Linked DNA regions of Pan troglodytes: region 1 is linked to region 2. Evidence: chromatin contacts called from public Hi-C data. All regions are on one chromosome and are shown on one strand. Each heading gives the region's core, a stretch centred on a gene start, on an enhancer-like site or on the middle of the called end of the contact. The rest is flanking DNA. Distances are from core to core; before and after follow the strand shown. Region 1 overlaps MCOLN2 (mucolipin TRP cation channel 2). Region 2 overlaps C1H1orf52 (chromosome 1 C1orf52 homolog).

What was found. A called contact is a pair of places that touch in the nucleus more often than the background predicts.
Region 1: a Hi-C map of a lymphoblastoid cell line shows a contact between it and region 2, with 5 times the contacts expected there. The contact joins two enhancer-like sites. A contact is called at or near these places in 4 of 7 Hi-C or Micro-C datasets (blood, induced pluripotent stem cells, a lymphoblastoid cell line and 1 more), 1 of 1 datasets of contacts at active chromatin or transcription factors (stem cell-derived excitatory neurons) and 1 of 1 other capture datasets (stem cell-derived neural stem cells).

What each region holds. Positions count from the first base shown.
Region 1 is chr1:146,129,971-146,134,208 of NHGRI_mPanTro3-v2.0_pri, forward strand. MCOLN2 (mucolipin TRP cation channel 2) reads left to right here. Exons shown (of 14, transcript XM_513523.8): 7 at 647-746. Among named protein-coding and RNA genes, the nearest start is that of LPAR3, 52 kb to the right of the region's middle. Within about 2 kb of position 2,916, at least 4 of the 24 cell types and tissues checked have an H3K27ac peak or open chromatin away from gene starts, as enhancers often do. A contact at or near this core is called in a lymphoblastoid cell line, where this site is marked.
Region 2 is chr1:145,810,854-145,814,911 of NHGRI_mPanTro3-v2.0_pri, forward strand. C1H1orf52 (chromosome 1 C1orf52 homolog) reads left to right here. Exons shown (of 3, transcript XM_001141272.8): 1 at 1-1,934; 2 at 2,570-2,768. The coding sequence starts at 1,377. Among named protein-coding and RNA genes, the nearest start is that of C1H1orf52, 5.3 kb to the left of the region's middle. Within about 2 kb of position 1,903, at least 16 of the 24 cell types and tissues checked have an H3K27ac peak or open chromatin away from gene starts, as enhancers often do. A contact at or near this core is called in a lymphoblastoid cell line, where this site is marked.

The sequences.
Region 1 (4,238 bases), core at 1,666-4,165, 320 kb after region 2:
CCCAGGGCAGAACACACTCTGTTAGCATCTGGTCTCTAAATGGTGTCATGCCATAGCAGCTTAGGTCACAGAGGTGAAGAGTGCGCAATGTGTGCTTCCACTCTGGGGCAGCGTGGCTGTATGAACTCCCGGCACCTCTCCAAACTGGATTCAAAGCCTGTGAGGACTGGAGGGCTCTCCTGTAGCAATGACTGCTGGCATTCTGTGGCCGTAATGAGGACCACTGGAGTCTCTAGTCTAACGTTTTCCTATCCAAAGAGATCCCCCTGGCTCTAAGCTGATCCTGGCTGGGGAGACAGTGTGGCAGAGGCAGGGTGCCTTGCTCCCCTTCCTATGTTGCTGTCCTGGGCTTTCATGCTCCACAGGATTTTCCTGCTACCCTGGTGCTCTCCAGTATACTTCTTTAGTGATTTCAGTCAAAATATAGTTGTTTATTCATTATTTTGGTCCCTTGTGTGTGTGTGTATGTGTGGTGGGGGGTGCAGGAAATGAGTGTCTAGTAATTCTAGTCAGCCATTTTGCTGGCCTGTGTAAATCTCTTTGGATCAGTACACTGGATGCCAGTGATTTTTTTTTTAAGCAGATTTGATCTAACATGTTATACTTTCTTCTGTGTTGTAATCTCGCTATACATTTGTGTCTCCAGATTATCTTTGACAATAAAGCTCACAGTGGCAAAATCAAAATCTATTTTGACAGTGATGCCAAAATTGAAGAATGTAAAGACTTGAACATACTTGGATCTAGTAAGTATGCTATATACTTGCCCATGGGAATTATAGATGATTTTTAACACTTTATTTTGTGGCTTGGGGTATTTAAATGGTTTGTTTGCATGGTAATAGGAAGAAAACCGCCTCTTGAGCATTAGATCCTGTAAAGAATATCCCAAAGCCTTGTATTTTTGTTTAATTCAGCAAATGTTTATTATACGCCTCTTAGAAGAGGTAGCATGACTCAGTGGTTAGGAGCTTAGCTCTGGAGCCAGATTGCCTGGGTTTCGGTCCCAGTTCTGTTTACTGTGCCTGTGATCTTGTACAAGTTACTTAACCTGTCTGTCTCAGTATCTTTCTATGTAAAATGAGAGTAATAGTATAGGTTGAACATCCCAAATCGGAAAAATCTGAAATCAAAATGCTCTAAAATTTGAAACATTTGAGCACTGACATGACTGAAGCTCAAAGGAAATGCTTATTGGAGCATTTTGGATTCTGAATTTTTGGATTTCGGACGCTCAACCTGTAAGTATAATGCAAGTATTCCAAAATCAAAAGAAATCTGAAATACTTTTGGTCCCAAATCATTCTGGATAGGGCATACTCAGCCTAAACTTACCTTCCAGGATATTGAATATTAAATGAATTAGTATATAAAGCAAAGCACTGAACACAAGAGTTGGCACATATTAATTGCTAGGCATTATGGGATAAGGAAGAAAATGCCTTAGTGAGAGAGACTGACATGCTTATAAAATCTGTGATGTGTTATGGAGAGAAATAAGGGTATACATACAAAAAGTATGAGGAGAAAAAAAGCAAAGGTAATAAGTTTGAGTGGGCCAGAGTAGGAAAAGAAATGATTCTTGGAGAAGGTATGCTTTGACCTGAGCCTTGGACAGTGGGGAAGGATCAGGGCCTTCAGAGCCCAGACAGCAACTGCTGCAAATGCTGAGTCATTTACTCAGTCATTGCTCAAAAAACATCTCTTAATCCACATGTTTAAAATGGGCTACTGCTGAGCACGGTGGCTCACACCTGTAATCCCAGCACTTTGGGAGGCCTACGCGGGTGGATCACTTGATGTCAGGAGTTCAAGATCAGCCTGGTCAACGTGACAAAACCACGTCTCTACTAAAAACACAAAAATTAGCCGGGCATGGTGGCACATGCACCTGTAATCCCAGCTACTTGGGAGGCTGAGGCAGGAGAATTGCTTGAACCTGAGAGGCAGAGGCTGCAGTGAACCGAGATCATGCCACTGCACTCCAGCCTGGGCAACAGAGTGAGACTTTGTCTCAAAAATAAGTAAAATAAATTAAAAAATTAAATTAAAATAAAATATCATGGGCTACCTATGGAACCTGTTCTGTTTGCTCAGTAAAGAATTGGGATGATGTTAGTGATGGATGCTCAGTGTTTTTTATTTTGCAAATTTTTTTAAATGACTTTCCTTTTGACCAGGTTATCAGAATGAAATAAAATGTAAAATACCTGTGGCTCCTGTTTTATATTTGTTTTAAAGTATATTTGATTTGTGGCCTGCTGCTTTTCAGATGTATAATATGTCCTGACGATTGAAGTTTTGGTTTCAATAATTTCACTGACTTAAGCCTCCGATTATAGTTTCAGTTTCTGTTAAAAAGTGGTTACTATTCCCCAGCATACACCACTCTTACAGATACGCAGAGATCTAAGTCCAAGTATAGGTTGCCAATTTTCTGTGAAAAGAAACTAACCTTTGTCAAATATGTGATTTGGAATATCATTATAAAGATCAAAATGATGGAAATTTCCAAGCTAGTCAGTCAAATGCATTTCCAGAACAGTGAGTTTTTCCTTCCGCCTGCTGCGCTCCTTGCAACGTTAGGGGTTTTCCTTGCTTCTGCTCAGAAGAGAGTATCTCTAGCCCCCTCCTGTGGCCAATGAGGAGAAACACAAGCCTCCTAGACCACTGGGTAAAAGCTCTTTAAGATTTACATATTCTCCTAGAGCTGTGTCTTAAGAAACCAGGTTCTATCACTAGGAGAATGTGAATTTAAAATAAGATGATGTGATGTGAAAGCCTTAAAAAACTTATGTTTGGAAACCATCTTAGGAAATGGACTTTTTCCCCTATATGAAGCTGTCTGGTGGATTGAGATTGCCTTGGCTTTGGGGGAAGTGGACAAGGATAAGGGCGACATCTGGTGGGACACTTACACTATTTCTAACAGTTCAGAGGCTCATTCACGCCCACACGCTTACCCCCAGGCTCCTCTCTCCTTTGTCATTACTCATATTGAAGCAAATGCAGGTGAATGTCCATTTTCACATACAAACCTCATGCTGCCTTTTGTGACTCCGAAGTCCCCTCTCTAAATGTGCCATGTCTTCATTTAACTTGGTTTCATAAATATAGGAATTTGGAGATGAGGGGCTTGGGGAGGAATTAGGGGGACTCCTTCTTGGCGGGATTCCCCAGTGATGGGTGATATAGATGTTTTCTTTTTCTTTCTTTCTTTCTTTTTGAGACAGAGTCTCGCTCTGTCTCCCAGGCTGGAGTGCAGTGGCACGATCTCGGCTCACTGCAACCTCCACCTCCTGGGTTCAAGCAATTCTTCTGCCTTAGCCTCTCAAGTAGCTGGGACTACAAGCACACACCACCATGCCAGACTATTTTTTGTATTTTTAGTAGAGACAGAGTTTCATCATATTGGCCAGGCTGGTCTTGAACTCCTGACCTCATGATCTGCCCGCCTCGGCCTCCCAAAGTGCTGGGATTACAGGTGTGAGCCACCGCGCCTGGCCAAGATGTTCATAAAATACATATTTTTAGCATACCATAGAACTAGTCTTCTCAGTCATTCAAAGAAAAACAGAATCCTATACTGGATTCTGTTAGGAGGACTGGTTTCTGTTTCTAAGCCTGCTTGTTTTCCCATCTGTAAACAAGGTCCAACGCAAACTGTCTTAGAGATTTGTGTTCTAGTTGTATGTCAGAAAGGAAGGTACTAGATGCTGTCCTTGCATTTCATAAGATTTTCAGTCTTATCTTCCCAAGAGCTGCCTCTGTTTCCTCTGCCCCATTCCATGGATTCAAGGGGAAAAAAAATCTTGCATTATGATAGAGCTAAGTTGTTTTCTTACCTACCCATTAGATGATACCTCAAGATAACTTTCTTGAGTGTAAATGGCTAAGGGTAAATGTAAGTGCTAGGCACTGGACACTACTCTAACAAGCACTTCACACAGACTCTTCCACCTGATTCTCATGGCAGCCTCAGGAACCAGTACGCTTGCCCTCCCCATTTTGTAGGTGGGACATCTGAAGCTTAGTAAGATGAAATCATTTGCTCAGAGAGTTGCATTTACCAGCTGGCTGTCTCTGCTCGCCACCCATTGTAGGAGCTGCTTTGCCCTCAGACACTCACGCCAGTGTCACCCACATCTTTGCATTACTAAGTCCATAGACACTCTGGCATTTCTCTTCAATGCTGTCTCTGCAGAGGTGTTGCTGTGGAAGACTCTGACCGCAGTCTG
Region 2 (4,058 bases), core at 653-3,152:
CACAAGAAGTTCATACTGTTCACAATTCCACTAGGAGAGGACAACTGGAAGCTTTGAATGTGGAACTCTGCACCGTGTGCCTCTTCCCTTGGCTGTTTGGTTTTTTCTCCCCGCCTGTATTATTTTGCTGTAATAAACTGTAACCATGAGTATAATGGCTTGCAGTGAGTTCTGTGAGTCCTTCTAGTAAATTATCAAACCAACCTGAGGGCAGTCTGAACTTTGCAAAACCTGAAATTGGTGTCAGGAGTGAGGATGGTTTTGGGGACTCCCAAACTTTGCACTTTGAGACCATCATTTTCCTCTGCCAACATAGGAACCTGGATGGGAAAACTTGAGAAACACTTATCTAGACCCACACCATCATAAATTATTATAATCCAAAAATATTTATTAACCATCTGCTCTGTGACAAGTACTGCGCTGGGTAGTAGGAATCTAAAAATGAGCAAAGCACAGTCCAGCTCCTCCCCTCAAGGAGCTCATAGACATCGTACCACAGCAAAGAGGGAGTGAACAAGATAGTTATATAACTCTGCCCTGGAGCCTACTTCCAGGGAGGAATGGCAAGTTATGTGTGAGTGTGAGTATCATCTAAACGAGCAGGCATCCTTAAGTGAAATCTAAATACACTGATAACAACTTCATTTGGGTGTCATTCCCATTTAGTTCACCAGGAGTCAAAGAGTTCTAGTTTCCCTGAATACTAGGCATATGGTTACACCATTTACCAAAAGAAGGAACAAAAATGCAGAGAAAAATTATATGAAAAGACAGATTACGGTTCCAATAGGTGGGTGTTTGAGGCCCCAGAAGGATACCATATGGAAAATGTAATCCAGGTGGTGGTCGGGTCTAGAGTTTGGGTGGAAAGATTGGTATTAGACACCCAGATTTGGGAATCATAGCATAAAGTAGTTAATGCGGTGGAAAGGGATGGGCTGACTTGCAACTTTGTAATGCCCTTTAAAATGTTAGAAGCATCACTGAAAGATAGTACAATATGTTGGGAAACACCAACATTTAAGGGCCATATGGAGCAAAGCAGACAGAGAAGAGGCTGACAATGAGAAGCCAGAGAGTTTGGACGACCCGAGTGGTAGGCTATGATCCAAGAGGAGTTTTGTCAAAGCTATTCAGAGCGCACTTGAATGAGGTCAAGCAGGAAATGATTTGGTTCTTGGCTTGGGAAGTCCACCACCCCTAGAGGTCTTCCATGACAACCTAGGGAAACACACTGAGAGTAATTTTTATTTGGAAGACGAGATGCAGTGGATCAGGAAAAAATCCTACCCTCTCTGGGCAAGGGCTAAAGTGGAGTGACAGCGAAAAGACAAAATTCTTAGGTCTTCTATGCCTTTGGTAAATGCTATCGAATGCAGGAAGTTTGGCTGGGATCCCTGGCTCAGAACTTCGTCTCTTCTCAGAGTTCCTCAGAAATGAGCAAAAGCAGCCCCCGCCCCTGCTTGGGAACGTGCCGGGCCCGCCTCCAGCCTCAGCCCCTCCGAGGGGGAGCAGGAGCGTGGCGCAACCGCCAGCGGGCGCAGACTGCAGGCTTATTTGTAAGAGTTGGGGCGGGGCCACGCGCGGGGCGGGCCCTGGGGTGGCTTCCGGTTTCCGGCTTCCGGCGGAGTGCTCGGTTGTCGCTCGCAGCCGTCATGGCAGCGGAGGAGAAGGACCCTCTGAGCTATTTCGCGGCATACGGGAGCAGCAGCTCAGGCTCCTCGGACGAGGAGGATAACATCGAGCCGGAGGAGACGAGTCGCAGAACCCCGGATCCGGCGAAGTCGGCGGGCGGCTGTAGGAACAAGGCGGAGAAGCGGCTCCCGGGACCTGACGAGCTGTTTAGGAGCGTGACTCGCCCGGCCTTTCTCTACAATCCGCTCAACAAACAGATAGACTGGGAGAGGCACGTCGTCAAGGCGCCTGAGGAGGTGAGGTCCCCGACCCCGTTTCTCGGTCTCGGCCCCGGCCTGCGCCCCCTTTCTCCTGAGCCCCCTGCTGGGGACCTGCTGTCCATTCCCCCACACGCAGTCACCCCCGCGGGATGCCGCACCACCCCCTCCCACCTCAAGCCCTGGGAAACCTGGCCCCCTCCCCCCGCCTGGTGGGTGTTAGACCGGACCCGCAGCCCCGCCCCTTGTGAGGAGACCCAAACCTCCGCGCTCGGTGCCCCGACCCCGCGCGGCGAGGACTAACAGTGGTGACTCCCCCGCCCCCCCCGCTGCAGCTTCTCCCTGAGACCCCTTCCCTTTGACGCCGAAGTGCCTGCGGTGCTGCCTCCAAGACAGTGTCTGCTGCAGCCTCCTGAAGGGGTCAGCCTTGGCGTAGTATCTCTGAGACTGGATTCTTCTTTGGTAACTAAAAGTTATTAGCTTTATTCATATAGGGAACCCTTTGGCTTTTCACTTAACAGTATTGTGATTTTGATGGAAAAATGTGTCTTTCAACCTTAAAGAAAAAAAAAGTCAGCGTGAACGATAAGCGAACGGCAGGGAGTTGCATGTGCCCACGTCCATCGTAGGAACCTCGGTTCGTCACAGTGCTTCTTAATGTGCTTGCTTAACAGCCTCCAAAGGAATTCAAAATATGGAAGTCAAATTATGTACCACCTCCTGAGACCTACACCACTGAGAAGAAGCCTCCGCCTCCAGAGCTTGACATGGCAATAAAATGGTCTAACATATATGAGGACAATGGTGATGATGCTCCACAGAATGCTAAGAAAGCTAGGCTTCTACCAGAAGGGGAGGAGACGTTGGAATCAGGTAAGGAAAGTCAGAATCCGATGGTGGTCTATTTTGATCCCCGTGATGGGCTTAAAAAGAATGAGATATTTAATGAATGAAAATTAAATCTAGCGAATTGGCAAACTAATTTGATGGTCTTTGGATACTTACTGCTCTGCTTTTGAGAAAGATCATACATATTTGGCTTTAACATGAAGTCTCTGATAGCTCAGCTAGTAGTAGTTGCTGTATTTTAGTGAAAGATCATAAATTATTCAGGCTTTAAAGTAAAATATCTGATATCTCATCCAGTGGTCTGATTTATGATGCCTTATTAGAACAACACAAATCAATTCATGGTTTCTTGTGACTGTAGCTACAAAGTACTGAAGGCTTAATTTTCTTTTTTTTCTTCTTTTTCTTTTTTTTTTCTTTCTTTTTTTTTTTTTTTTGAGACAGGATTTCGCTCTTGTTGCCCAGGCTGGAGTGCAATGGCGCCATCTCAGCTCACTGCGACCTCCACCTCCCAGGTTCAAGCGATTATCCTGCCTCAGCCTCCAAGTAGCTGGGATTGCAGGCGCCTGCCACCACGCCGGGCTAGTTTTGTTTTGTTTTTTTTTGTAGAGGTGGGGTTTCACCATGTTGGTCAGGCTGGTCTTGAACTCCTGACCTCAGGTGATCCACCTGCCTCGGCCTCCCAAAGTGTTGGGATTTACAGGCGTGAGCCACCGCTCCCGGCCGAAGGCTTCATTTTCTATTAAAGCAGTTGTGCTTCAGAGCTAAAATTAGTATGACAAAATGAATTTAACTGAGCATTACTACATAGTAATAGGAAGATAATGACTGAGTTGTTTTACTTTAGTTCATAATAGCATAATTTCGTCTCTTACTTGGACTGTCACAGTAATCTTTGCCTACACACTCTTATCCAATCTGTACCATCCTTCACTGCAACTAGTGTTGAGTTTCTAAAAGTCGTATATGATTATATAACTTGCCTGCTTAAAACCCTTCAACGGGATAAAGTCAAGGCCTTGTATTAATAGGCCCTTTCTCCCTGTCTACAGTCATTTTTAATGGCCCCTTTCTAGCACTTGAAGATCTTGAAATCCAGAACTGAATTGTATGGTTCCCTGCCTTTCAGTATACGTTGCACCTTATTCTTTAGTGTTCTTTCTTATCTCTGGCTAGTAAACTAATTCATCCTTCAAAATCCAAATCAAAAGAAGAAATCTTAGGTATCACCTCTAATAATTATTTGCTCCTTTGTACTTTGTTTATGCTAATGCTGTTGATTGCCCTCATCACTTGTATGTGATTTTTTAAAAA